2 separate regions of the Mus musculus genome follow, and region 1 is linked to region 2. The links are chromatin contacts, called in public ChIA-PET maps. All regions are on one chromosome and are shown on one strand. Each heading gives the region's core, a stretch centred on a gene start, on an enhancer-like site or on the middle of the called end of the contact. The rest is flanking DNA. Distances are from core to core; before and after follow the strand shown. Region 1 holds the start of Nek7 (NIMA (never in mitosis gene a)-related expressed kinase 7). Region 2 overlaps Atp6v1g3 (ATPase, H+ transporting, lysosomal V1 subunit G3).

The links. ChIA-PET counts read pairs in DNA pulled down with a chosen protein or histone mark.
Region 1: a contact with region 2 is called in an RNA polymerase II ChIA-PET map of effector CD8 T cells, with 57 read pairs. The contact joins the promoter of Nek7 here to the enhancer-like site in region 2. A contact is called at or near these places in 10 of 39 promoter capture datasets (the 3T3-L1 cell line, 3T3-L1-derived adipocytes, the C10 cell line and 7 more), 3 of 484 Hi-C or Micro-C datasets (B cells, epidermal suprabasal cells and regulatory T cells), 11 of 115 datasets of contacts at active chromatin or transcription factors (DN3 thymocytes, the SCID.adh cell line, T-cell acute lymphoblastic leukemia and 7 more) and 1 of 9 other capture datasets (liver).

Annotation. Positions count from the first base shown.
Region 1 is chr1:138,614,234-138,621,335 of GRCm38.p6, forward strand. Nek7 (NIMA (never in mitosis gene a)-related expressed kinase 7) reads right to left here and starts at 5,524. Exons shown (of 10, transcript NM_021605.4): 1 at 5,319-5,524.
Region 2 is chr1:138,287,185-138,294,135 of GRCm38.p6, forward strand. It overlaps Atp6v1g3 (ATPase, H+ transporting, lysosomal V1 subunit G3), which reads left to right. Exons shown (of 3, transcript NM_177397.3): 3 at 603-2,278. The coding sequence ends at 776. Among named protein-coding and RNA genes, the nearest start is that of Atp6v1g3, 17 kb to the left of the region's middle. Within about 2 kb of position 3,042, at least 50 of the 459 cell types and tissues checked have an H3K27ac peak or open chromatin away from gene starts, as enhancers often do. A contact at or near this core is called in the SCID.adh cell line, Th17 cells, effector CD8 T cells and 2 more, where this site is marked.

The DNA.
Region 1 (7,102 bases), core at 4,274-6,773, 330 kb after region 2:
AGAAGAAGAAGAAGAAGAAGAAGAAGAAGAAGAAGCAGCAACAATAGATGTAGCATATACTTTCCCTAACCTTCAAAGAGAAATTTGCTCTCTAATGTCCATCCTTCAAAACTGGAATAGAATAGAATCAGTCAAAGTTGTTTTATGATGCCAGCTAGCAGTATGTCACAGCAGTTATAAGAAACTCACATAGGTTTAGTGTCCCAGGGCTCAGTGATTCCAGTTCGGTAATGGGAATGGCTAGAGTATGGACCTGGGGCACCTAGGGTAGCAACTTCCTCCTTGATGCAGCTTTACTTTAAAAAAAAAAATCATTAAAATGCTATCTCAAATGTGCAAAGCATTAAATTATAAATAAGAGAAATCACAGGGCAAAGGAAAAGGAGAATTGAAGCAGAGGAAGATGCAGCTGCCTAACTGTGAGGCACCCTCATCAGACAAGGCCAGGCCGCGTGATCAGAAGAGTCTCTTAGCTATTTCCATCCCCTGAAAGTTCCATGAATAGAGAAACAGAGGAAATGAAACCACCACTCGCTGAACCGACTCTTCTGCACTTACAAAGATGTTCTCATTTACAAGTCAAAGCAAGCTTATGAGAGCTGGAAAAAACTATAGTCTGTACTAACTAAGACTACTCAACACAGGTGATTAAAGAGGAGGAGGAGGAAGAGAAGGAGACAAACCTAGGGTATTGGGCCTGAGCTTCTCTGAATCAAGGTAAACAAGGCAAAAGAGAATACACACGCAGGAAGGTCAGCTAAAGATGTTCCCTGGAGCTGAAGGCCACTGGCCACAAGCTCTAAAATGCCCCAGTTTCCACCTGGCCTCCCTGAGGACTTACAGAGTCAAAATTCCTACATCCAAGGTCCACTCCCAGCCAGGACGAACAAGTTCTGCTGTGTGATTTGCAAGGTGTTTCATTTTCCATTGCATTCCACTGCTTCTGAAGACTTGCACCCCAGCCAGCCCAAAACTCATTCTCAGACTACCTAGGAGGCCCCACTCCTCCTGATGGCCACATGCTGCTTGACAACAGGTCCCTTCCAGTAATTTATTGTTTTCCTTTTTCATTAGAGAGACTAAGTCCACTTTTCTTTCCCTCCCTGTTTTGTTCCTGGGGGCCGGAGGTGCTGCTCTGTTGTGGATGTGCTTGCTGTTTGAGATCTGACACAGCCCAAGCTGCACTGGCACTCCCAATACCCTACCTCAGCTCCTCAGCTCGCTCTGTCTAGGATTACAGACCTGCACTTGGATTCTCCTTTCTTTGTTTTTCTTTTAAAAAAGTTCATTTAAAAAAAAAAAAAAAAAAAAAGCAGCTTACTAAATCACACATACCCCAAATTGCCTCTAATGATAACAGTCATACCAAGAGTCTTACCAACAGTGAGCTAAGATGAACACTAATGAATGAAGCATGTCAGAATTCACTCGTGTGGTGACTATCACTAATTTAAAAGCAGATAAATGGCTGGCATCGGCTCCTACCTGAATTTCCAAAGGAGAAAGCAAGACACAGCATCCACTCACACTAAGTCCATGTCACAGGATGGGTCTAGGGTCCCCAGAGGCGAAGGCTGTCTAAATCTCTGCAGAGACAACTCCCATCCCCTCTCTAGGCTATTCTGAGGCTGTGCCCCCTGCATGTCTGTCTCTTCTTGCAGATTCTTTTCTCTAGTAAATCTTTTCTACATCTGTTCTAGTCTAGTAAGCATTTTTATGCCCTTATCCTTCACAGCAAGAGAGCAACGTGGCTCACACAGTGGCTCACATCGTTATGAACACCGATAAGAAAAATCAGGGAATGTACAGTGGACATCATACACAAAATTCCAAGCATCAAACCTTTCCCAGTGCACTGTTGTTGGAAACTCAATGGCTTAGAATTCATGTGTCGGCCTTTGCTGTTATCTTCCACATAAATACCGTTTTCTTGGAGCAGAGCTACAAGCACATATATGGGTACTGTTTGTGGCTATAAAAGCAGGAGCTCCAGGAGACAACACAGCCCACAAAGCCAAAAATACTTACTATGAGACTGTCTAGAGTTTGTGAACCTATCTGTACATAAGCAGCCTGGAGTTTAAAAGTAGCTCCTCCACACAAGAGCTGTGGCAACATACAACAAAGACTACTTCCACTAAGTCATATAAAACAGACAGCTGTACATGTTTATAAGCCAGTAAGTTTTCCTCATTTGTACACTGTGCCACTGATTCCATTAAAACTCATCCTATTAGGTCAGCAGACACACAGGATGACGGAGTGATTTTATTTTAATAAAGGCTCAAAAAAATCATTTATCCTGACCAAAAGAGCAAAGGATGTTCCTTAGCATCTTAGATTCTGTCCCCATTCCCACCCCTCACCATGAAGCCATAAACGATAAAGCTGCTTTCTTTAAAAGGAAAAGAAATATTCTGAGAGATATATAACACCACAGAGATAATCAAACTTTCAGCTGGAAAATGACAAATCAGTAGTTTAGAAGTTTTGCAGCTATATCAGTTTAGAAATTCTAAGCCAAGGACAGTAACTTATGTCTATAATCTCAGCCCTTGGGAAGTTGAGTATACCATGAGTTCAAAGCCAACCTGAACTGGATACAAAGTAAGTTCCAGGCCAGCATAGACTGCAAAGTAAAACCCTATGTCAAGAAAAAGAAAATGTTTTAACTGTAAATTGTAAATTGTAAAATTATGTACCACAAATGCATATACTTGGGTACAATTATATAACCAATGTTATATCAGCTATAATCTCCACAAATAAATTGTAGGAGGAAGAATTAAAATGGAACAACTTCAAAAGTATAAAGAGGTGGTTCTTTGAAAAACGTTGCAGTATTTGTAGAATTACAAATAAAGCAATTCGGAGTAAATAATAAACCACCATGTCATACAGTTCTAAACTATAAATTCCACACACCTTCTGAACTAAAGTAAGTTTGCTACTGCACTGTGGTTTAGCTTGTAAAGTAAAAGGTCTGCCCACACACTAATCAAATATTTGAAAAGAAAAGGTGAAAATGAGAACAGCTACCCTAAAAATTCTTATAATAATAAAATTGACTTTAAAAAAATTTCACTGGAATTTTACTTTATTTTAGTTTTAGCAAATGCTCAATACTTAATGTTTGTAGTCAGCCAGGGCTGAGAGCCACCAACTGCAGTCACCAGAAGCCTGGGACTGAGAGGGGAGTCCTGGCAGTACTTGTCTTTCCGGAGTGTAATTGCTCTGCACTTCAGCGTGTTGGAAACGGGAATGCTGGATTTTAATTTAGTAAGGAAAGACATGTCCGCAGCCTCTGCTCCCCTCCTCCACGAGTTCGGCCACCGGAACAGATGATTTCTTCTGTTTTACTAGGCTGGAGAGAAACTAAGTGTCCAGCGAAGAAAGTGTTTGTGGGAAAGGAATGGCGGGAGACAGGTATTATCCAGATAAACTTCAAATTACAAAATAGGTCTGTTTGTCTGAAAATGCAGTCTTGTCAATTTAAGCTAATGATTGTCTTAACCGTATTAAAATTGCCAAGCTGCCATAAATGTGTCTAATGAGATTTCTTCTGGTAGTTCTTGGTTTTCAGTTTCAGGCGATCTCGGGCAAAAGCCCCAGTCAGTCACGGACTATATTTAATTTGCTGACCAGGTTCGTTTCTTATCTCCTATGGTTTCGGTGGAAGCGGTGACTTCAACCTGAGCCCGAATCTTGAAAGTCAGCACAGGGCTCAAAGAAAACCAGAGCTCCCTCCCTCTATTTTTTAATGCAGTAATTTCACAAGACTGAGCCTCTCAACCCTTCTTTCCACCGGCCCACATCCTCAGACAAACTTGGCCTCCCTCGCCTAGCTCAGGGCAGCGGTAGGAAGTACCCGCCCTCCTGAGCTGGGGCCGGGTGTCCTCGCCGTTCACTGGCTGCAATGGCTGTCAGTGCCCTCAAGGGCGGGGACTCCCACCTTACTGTGGAATCTGAGGACTGCATGGTCACTGGGTCCAGATTCCCCTCCACTCCGCCCCAGAGTCTGTCCCTTCTGCACTTTCTCCAAAGGCCCTCCTCTCATCATCCATTTTTCTGACCCTCTAAGAAGTAAAGTTTCCCTCCACACGCCCCTACCCCTCGCCAGCCGAAGCAGAAGATGCAACGGTTTGGGATGTAAAGCAAATTATGGTCCGGGTCTCTCGGAGTGGTGGCAGATAGCTGTGAAGATGAAATAACTGCTTAGGTTGCATGTTAGTTCAATAAAGTGCACTGGCCATCACGAAATACTGCAGCCATGAATACTAGTGAGAAATGCTACAAAGCACTGCAGGCTTTATCTTTTATTCATCATTTTCAGAGTTTGTCCGGTTGTCCCAAACTATAAATTTTTGAGTATGAGTACTAAACCTTTCTTGGATCACATCAACATCCCATCGTCTAGAAGAGAACAGATTTATAATAAGCTTATTCGGAACATTATTCTGTAAAGCAACTCTATCAAAGCACACCGTCATGAACGTCAGTTCCTCCCGGGAACTGCAGATTCCTTGGAGGAGAAACTAAAGAGTGGTCCTAATAATGCTCTATAAACTGCGGGCATTGAATCCAATTACAACCTTTAAAGTTAGTAATCTCAAAAAGAAAAAAAAGTCCTTTACATCTCTAGATTGTTTTTGCTATATTCAGTTCCATCACCAGAATTGTAAAGGGCACAAAACATATCTTACTTTAAAGTAAATATATTCTTAGTGTTTAGCGCGGGCAAAGACTTAGGCTATTCGAGTATAGTATGTGAGTCAATAAATGTATCTCTTGTGGGTCTTCCAAGGCCTCTAGCACCAGGCGGAGGCTATCGACATTGCTTAGCAGCATCTTCCACGGCCTAACTTCACCTTCGCCCCACTGGGACTCAGCTCATACTTTGCTGCATCCCAGCCCTGGATCGGTTTCAATCGGACCTCGACCTGACTACCCCACCACTCACGCTCGACTGACTCCCCGGTCCGTGAACTTCACTTTTCTAAACTGGGCTGCAGCCGAATCGGTTGAGCCAATCCTCGAGCTGTAAATAGCCAAGGTGACCAATGAGCTCAGCCCGGAGGCGGGTCTTCGCTGGAGTTCCTCCTGTCGGAGCCCGGAGACCTGTTGCCGCCACCACCACCGTCGTGGAGCTTCCTGGGGTCGAAGCGCCCGGACTCTGAGCTCCTGCAGCCAGCGGCCTGCACCACGCTCCGCCAGTTGCAGGCGTCCCGGGCGGTCCTCGGAGGCACGAGAGCCCGAGGCCCCACGCGGCCCGCCCGCTCCCCGCACCGGCCCCACCCGGCCGGGCCGTACATACTCACCGGGGCGCCGGGGCAGCTCGGTCTACGCGGGCTGCAGGGCTGCGGGATCCGGGGCCGATCGCCTCTCCCCGCGCCACTGCAGGCGCCGGCTCCCACCCTGCTCGGCCCGCGCTTCCCACTGCGAGGTTAGCGGCGGCCCATCCTCCCGGCTCCGCTCCTCCTCCGGCGGCCGCGGCTGTCAGGAGGGTAAACATCCCGGCATCCCCGAGGAGAGGGCGGGCCGCCGCAGGCCCCTCCCCGCGCCCGCACCCTGCTCCGGAGCCCACGCTACCACTTTCCCGAGAACTGGGGTGTGCCTCGCTTACGGCGGTCGACCCCTGCCTCCAGATCGGAGTTTTTTGATCCCACTTACCAAGTAGTTTAAGCTGCCTCTACATGGTGTCAGTGCAGGCAAACGAGAGTTTTCCCGGAGTCTGGCTAAGCAAATCTAGACTTTAGCGTCCCAGTTTTAAGAAAGCTTTTCAGGACCCTTCCGAAAGTTGAACTAGTTGGTAGGTATGCAGAATCTTTGGGATACAGGCACACTCACAAAGTGGCATTACAAAAATATTACATTAGATAAATTCGTTTACACGTCACATATTTGCAATATGGGTCTCTCCCTAGTACATGGAGCTTTTCAAAAGCAAAGCTTTGATTCCTACTGTTCCACTAACCAGATTTGAACGAATGGAGCGAACAGCTAGGAGGCAGTGTAGAGTCTGTCATACCTAGATGCTAATCATTCAGTGGCCAGTCGCTTAACTTATCGTGGTCTTTCTTGGAAGTCAGCCTTAACGCCTCTCCTTAGAAACAGACGATGACATACAACAGCGTGCTTGAGCACAGATCTTAACCATTTGATATCAGTAGGCCTTTTTCTGGTTTCGTTCCCCTGCCAAGGGAATAGAGCCAAAAAACAACAACAAGAAAAAGCGGTATTATAGCTCAAATGGATTAAAACAATAGAAGCAAGATTTAGAAAGTTTGGGCCAGCAAGATGACTCAGGAGTTTGATTCCCAGGACCCACAAATTGTTTTCTGACATCCGTACTGCAATGTGACACACACACGAATGCAAGTATGTGAAATATAATTAGAAAAGAATGCAAACGTTAATTTTAGTAAGAAAATTAAATTTCAAGAGGTGACGTTGGGGCAAGTGCTTAATCGGTACAGATTTGCCAGGTGGAGTTCTACAATCAGCTACGTGCAAGAGCCCTGCTCTCATAAAACTTAGCTTCAGTGAGGAAGTCCAAATTACCTAATGTCTTTTATATCTATTTCATAGAGAAACAAAGCTCGGGGTGTGAGTGCTCCTTTAAACATGTTTATCAGGGAAAGTCACTTGGAATTTGAGCAGAGACCTGAAGATGTGAGAAAAGGAGCCATGTGACTGTCAGGAAGTAGACTGTTTTACCCAGGAAATGCAAGGTTACCCTGTCAGGCATGGGTTCGCCATGTTGGAGAAACAGCCAGTAAGCCTATGCAGGTAGGATCCAACTTAGTGAGCAAGGGAGAGAGGCTGGTGGAGTAAGAAAGGGTGAACTATCAGATGTGGAACTTCGAACTCTTAATTTTTATTCTGAATGAAATGGAAATTCATTGCAGGTGTAAGTTGAGAGACAACAGAGCTGTGAAGAATAAAGTGGAGGGTGAAGAAACTGGAAGTTTAAAAGGAAACATAATGGTATCTGTAACACATTCTGATCAGGCTTAGACCAGAATGCTAGCAAAACCAGACAGACCCCAGATACATTTCCATGATAGAGCCAACAAGGTTTTCTGCTGCATTGAATGTGCTA
Region 2 (6,951 bases), core at 1,792-4,291:
CTACGAGAGAGTTACACTCAAATATCAGAAAAGAAAGAGAGGGAAGGAGAGGAGGAGGGAGAAAGGAAGAGGAGGTGTGGCTAAACTTAGAGCAGTGGCTCGCAGCCTTATGCTGTGACCCTTTAACACAGTTCCTCATGTTGTGGTGACCCCATAAAAGTATTTCATTGCAACTCTATAACTGTAATTTTCCTACTGTTATGAATTGTCATGTAAGTATCTGTGCTTTATGATGGTCTTAGGGAACCCCTGTGCAAGGATCATTTGATCCTCAAAGGGATCACAACCCTTTTGGTTTGAGAAAGAGAGAAATTAAGAGTAAGCCATTGGCTTTTAGAAAATGATCGCTCTCCCAGTGGCTCGCTGCAGCTCCCTTTAAATCGATAACTTTCTTTGTTACATTATATTTTAGTTAACTAATGACTACATACTAAGATGCTAATAGGGTCTTCCTGGAAGATAGAATGCTGGCAAAAATAATAATAAAAAAATCACACCTTAAAGTGACCATCAAAGAAATATGCTGAAGTTCATAAAATAGTTCAATTTAACTGTTTTGATGTGGCATACATTAAAATAAATCTCATCTTTTGCTTTCACAGATAATGGGCTCTCAGAGCCACCTCTCGGATGAAATAGAAGAGCAGACACTAGAGAAGATCAAAGAATTGAACGGAAGCTACAACAAGTGTATGGAAAGCGTGATTAAGCAGCTATTGAGCATGGTGTGCGACATGAAACCAGAAGTCCATGTGAACTACAGAGCCACCAACTGAATGTGCTCCACACATCCAAGTCCATAGGCATAGAGTGGGATACACATTCTGTTGATATTAAAGGTCTGCAACTGTGCACCTGATGTTTACTATAAACTTTCATGTCACATATTTAATATAGGTCACAGAATTAAAAAATAAGTAACATGGTGTCATTTCTCCTGGATGGCGTTTAGTATGAAGCAAGTTAAGGAAAGCGAGAAACTTGAATTTTAACACTTAAACAGCAAACAATCACTCCAGTATATTTTCACATTTCTTTTTATTGGCTTAGAAGGTGCTTTATTAGGTATTCTTCCTATTCAATAGTTTTTAAGAGGAGAATATAATTTTGTTCCTTAGACACCTCTGAAATGAATATGCAAATACTTTAATTTATTAATTAGCAAGAAAACCATAATATTTCATTGGCAGTTCAAAAAGCATTTCTAAACTGTCTGTGAGAACAGAGACAGAAACAAATGATGTTAGAAGTCACCTTAGAAGAAATGGGTCCCATCACAGTTATCCCTGCCTAACTTCAAGTTACATAAATAATGTTACTCTGTTTTAAGGACATTTTTGAAAGAAAAGGTGGTCATCTGAGAGAGTAGATATCTGGATAAATTCTGTAGTTTGTAAAGAAGTGAACCTCCAACAAAAATAATTAGTATGCGCTACCCTGCTCTCCTTATTAAATGAGCTACATTCTGAGAGCTCGTGTACATTGTTAGTTCAATGTATAAATTATCTTAGGCCTTGTGTGGAGAAACAGACATCTAGTAGAGCTGGTCCCTTGCTTCCCTGTGAGGAATGTCCACTTTAACTCAGATGTGGAGAGCCCACTTATGGAAGATGGGAAATGGAACGGAAGCTAGATAGAGTGATGAGAGCTGCCATTTGAAAAGTTCCCTGCTCATAATGGTCATTAGAGCCTCAGAACTTGACCTGGAGTTGCCTGGGAAACAGTGTCAGCTCTAGCTTTCCTCTGGCAGTGTGACATCAGTGTCTAGACCTTTCACTTACTCACAAGTTCCCTCCCAGGAAGCTTTCTAAATACCCACTGCTGAGCACTAGCAGTATTGTTGACCTTGGTGGGGGTTTTGTCTGTTTGTGTTTTTGTTTTGAGTCAAGTTCTCACTGTCCTAGGATTCATCCTATAGCTCAGGCTTCAAACTCACTGGGATCCGCCTGCTCTGCCTCCTTAGTGCTGGGATTAAAGGCATGTGCCACTATACCTCTTCCCAGTGTTAGATTTTCAAGCACTACATGTAGAAAAATTTTAATTCCCAAACTTCATAAACATTGTTATCATTTTTATAGTTTAGAATCTCAGAAATAGTCAATTTTATATTTGAAACAGATGAGAAAATTGGAATTCCATTTGATTCCTTACTTTCCCAACTTTATGAATAAGGAAAACTTATTAAGTTAGTTTCTGGGCTTTAGGTGATCTTTTTCTTCCATTACAAGAAAAAATAGTTTATTCCTTAATAAACAGAAAAGCCCAAAACATTCCAAAGAAGCCTGTCTCTGATGTATGTGTTTACTATCAAGGAAAACAAACAGAGCTGCTCTTGTTTCCCTATGAGAAATTTCCACTTTAACTCAGATTTGGAGAGCCCTCTTATGGAGATGGGAGATGGAAGTGAGGCTAGATACATACAGTGACGAGAGCTGCCATTGGAAAAGGCATGATGTGGAGGACAGCTCTGAGCACAGCTTGTGGTTTGCAATTACATGGCAAAATTTAATTGTCTTTCTCGTCTCGTGTAAATTTTTTAAAAGTCAATTTTTTTTGCATGTGGAAGCTTAAGTATATTATCTTAAACACAGGCTAAAATTTTTTAAGCTGACACAAGATTATTTGGGGAACATAAACCCTTTAAAAACACATCAAAATTAGCACCTGGCTTTTCTCACAAGCAAGGCAATGCCACACAGAGAAGAAAGAAATGAGATGTGGCAAGCTGCATCTGTCCTGCATGTGCCTTTTGCTCTATACATCCCACTGGCAAACTGTTCATTGTCTCTATAGCTCGGCTCTTTTAGGCCCAGAGATTGTCAAAGAACTATGGGGTCTCTCATAACACTTTAGGATTTGATTCCACATTAGACCAGTTTTTAAAATGTGGTGTTAACGGTAGTAACCACTTACTGCTTTCCCCCTTCACACCTTGGAGTCTTTGTTAATTTCTTAATACCCCTGTCAATCTTAGATACTCTACTGCCAGAAGTAAGTGCTAACGCCAGCATCCGGCACTCTTAAGTAGCTCACATATTTTTACATTCAAAACTGGTTTCATATCTTTGTCACTGAATGACTCATTTTCCCAGAACTCTCACATTCTCACAGATGGTACAGCTGCCAAGTTTTACTTTATTTACATGTGAAAAGATTTCATGTATTTCAGAGATAACCCACTTTGCTGCAAGCCTTTCCAGTCATACCAAAATATCTCTCTCTCTCTCTCTCTCTCTCTCTCTCTCTCTCTCTCTCTCTCTCTCTCTCTCTCTCTCTCTCTTTCTCAGCATGTACTTATCCTAAAAAACATTTTTTCTTCACACAGTTCTACAGGAAGAGATGAATAATCCTAAGCATATTTAATTCTTCCCTATTATTGTTGTGATCCTTTGTGAAGACAATATAAACTGGGAAAAGACTCTACTGAGTTCTTACTCATCTTCACTACACCTGAAAACAACACTATGGTATTTGCCAAATTGGAGATAAATGTAGAGATCAAAATATTTTTCTCCATATTAGCAAACACACAGTCAAGAATTAGCCAGGGATGGTGATTCCTGTCTGTAACAGCAGAACAGGGGAGGACTGGAAGGTGGCTTGAACCACAGAGTTAGACTGTGCCTCTGAACGATGTAAAAGCTCAAGCTTGGCATGGGTTAGCACCACCATTGCTTTGTAGCTAGGAAAAGATAGTAGAATACTATTGGTCAAATAGGTAAAGCTGCTTTTTAAGCTCTCACCTTTCTTACTCTCCTCTCTAGCCCTCCTTCTCACTCTCCCTTCCCCTCTCTCTCCACGTGGCCATGGCCGGCCTCTCTCTTTCTTTCTACCTTCTCTCTTTCTCTCTGTCTTTCTACAATAAAGCTCTAAAAGCACAAAAAAAAAATGCAAAGCCACAGTTTTAGTTTATCCTGGAGCATTTGAGAACTATCCCAGCCTAATTCAGCAAAACCTAACCCTAACCGTAACCCTAACCCTAACCCTAACTTAATTGAATTAAGTATCCAGAAAATCCATAAGCTCCTTATTGATAATTAATTGCTGTTTTAAGCTACTGAGTTTTACCCAACAGGACAGGGTGATAACTGTCTTGACAGCTATTAAATATTTAAATAAAACACAGCAGATATGTGACTTGGAATCGCACACCCTCAGAAAGTGGGAAGTTTGGAGCAGAAGTCATGCATAGGTGAGAATGTGTAAAAATTATCAGAGACACAGTGCTGTAGTATGAGGAAGACATGTGTCAGGCATGCTTGGTTTGGCATAGGTTGACTTTCACAGGGATAGGAAATTTTAAATCATATCTATAAACTAGTTGAAATTCAAGGTCCTATTTGACGTGGAGAGTAGAGAGAGGACATTTTACAAATATAGGACGTTTTAGAGGGAGGACACATAGGAAGCAGTTCTCAAGTGGCATGTCCTCACATACCGATAGGGACACTAACACTAACAGGAAGTCCATTATGGGCGTGTGCTGATGAGCATGTGGCTCAACAGTGTGAGAGGATGAGAAGGTACCTGTTGGAACTAGAGTTCTCAAATGTGAGTGAGATGATAGCTGAGAGTGAATGGAACCTTCTAGAGACAGCCAAAGAAGGCACCGAGTTTAGGAAGAAGATTATGGCAGATTCATAAAATGATTGCCAACAGTGTTGAATGCCCAAACAGGCAGTTCCTTATCCTTTATTAATTGTGCTCATGATTTGGTTCTGCCTCTGAAGTTGAACCAGCGTCTTGTTTTTGAAGTGAAGGTAGGAATCTCAGGCAGGAAGTAGGCGGACAGTCTGCCTGCTTCCACCTTCAGACTCATCAACAACGCCTCAGGTCACCATCCTCTGGCATTAGTCAGGCTAGAATTTTCCTCAACAGAACAACAAATTCATTGTCCTAAATAAAAACAAAATTGTGTTATTAGGAGTAATCTCCTAGAATAAAATACATATAAGTGCAAACATCACTGAAAGGCAATGATTCTGCTTTATCAAATCTTACTCACCACTCTCCAGCTCCCTGTCCTCAGATCCACCCTCTCTTGAGGCCAAGTGGAATTGCTGGTGTAAGAGGTTCTCGTACCATGAGCTTCCCTTCTTCAAGAAGCAATGAGAAGTGTTTCCTAATGACTTAAACAGCTCAGAAATCTTGCAACACAAACATATTCATTACTCATTGATCCTCAGTAATTCCATTGAGCGTGCTGAATTCTGCCCTACCACATCCCTGCTCTATAGCTAGTATTCTTCATTCCAACACCCCAGAGACTTGAGTGTTCAATGGTTTAAAATCAAGTTAGACCTTGAATGCACTAGGTTCCTGGTATCCTCAGATTGATTGAACTCCTACTTCAATGTTGTACACAGCAGAAATACTTCTTATGCCTTTTGCTGAAGAGAAAGAACAATGCAAATTGAACCAGAATGTCTGCATTCATATATTTGTGGCTTAGAGTCTCTATAATCAGGATAGAAATTATTAAAGAAAAAATAGGCTGGTCTGAATATGTCTGTTGAAGGAGACTGTAAGGCAGGGAGGGGCAGTACTTTACTGGAAACATTCCACAGTCAGTATATGTGAAGAACTATAAATCTCTATGTGTGTATACATACAGGTGTGCTTCTGTGTGTGCATGTATATGAGTGTGTAAATGTGTGTATCAGAGAGGGGGAAGGGCGGAAGAATGAGGAGGAGTGTGCATGTGCACACACTTGCACCTGTATCTGTTTCTTTGCTCTTTTGGGACAGGGTGTTTCTATGTAGCCCAGGCTAGCCTTGAAGTGGTCCTTCTGCCTCAGTCTCCCAGGTACTGGGATGGTAGAAAGAGTGTCTCATTTTAAAAGTAAACTCTGCTGTTTCTTCATCTTCAGTTAAGTAGAATCCAAACAAACAGAAGTTGAGGGGAGCCTGTTTTATCATGCTAGCACTTCCATTGAAAAAGCGTTAAAACTGTTAACTTGTTATTTTTATTAACATGCAATCAATTAATAAGAACATATGTGTCCCACAAGACAGGTCCCGCAGATATTTAAATACAGATTCCAGTGAACACGAGAACCCTGCCAATATTCTGAGGCCCCGTTTCCTGGTGGAATTCACAGTTTGCTGTCACAGTTCAGAAAGATGCTTTCCTATGCACAAATGTAAATATGTCCAAACACCCCAAATAAGCCCATCAGCTCTGAATGTTATGTGAATTGAAGTCAACACAGAGAGCATCGTATGGTAATAACGCTGGAATCAGCAAGGCTCTGACTGTGCTGAGTGAAACTTTCAGAGACCACTGCTTTCAAAAAGACTTTCAAGATCATATGTGTCCCACAGAAAGGAAAGAGACGATCAGGCGGTGAATACAAATCAACGTGAAAACACTCCCACCCTCACCATGGAGTGACTAATTCTGTCTACGATGCATTTACTTGTGCATTTCTCACTAACTTACCCATCTGCAGTAGTACTATATGAACTATCAAAGTAATAAGAGACTCTAATTCTCTCTCCTGGAATTTGGCTTCATCACTTCCCTGCCCAGCAAATCCCATTGACTGACCCTTTAATATTTCTTTAATTTGTGTGTCTCCTCTGGTCACTAGGAAAGCTGGATGCAGCCTACTGGGTGACTCTGCAGATCTTTCATGCTGCTTTGCATCCTGCATGGCTCTATCTGTCCTGCCTGTGACTTCCATACTGGCAGAAAATGACTACTGCTTATCAAGTTAGTTGAGATCTAACTTGACACTTTGAGCATGATACTAGTAATTGATTAAAGAGTGGATTTAATGTTGCTCATATCCAATCGTTATTGATATGATATGATGATGTCAGAGATTATAAAACGTCAAATCCGAATCTTAACATAGTGAAAGCTTACCACCTTAGAATCTTCAATTGTTCTTCTAGATAATATAGGGAGGAGCTAGACAGTTGACTTCCTGGTTAAAAGCACTTACT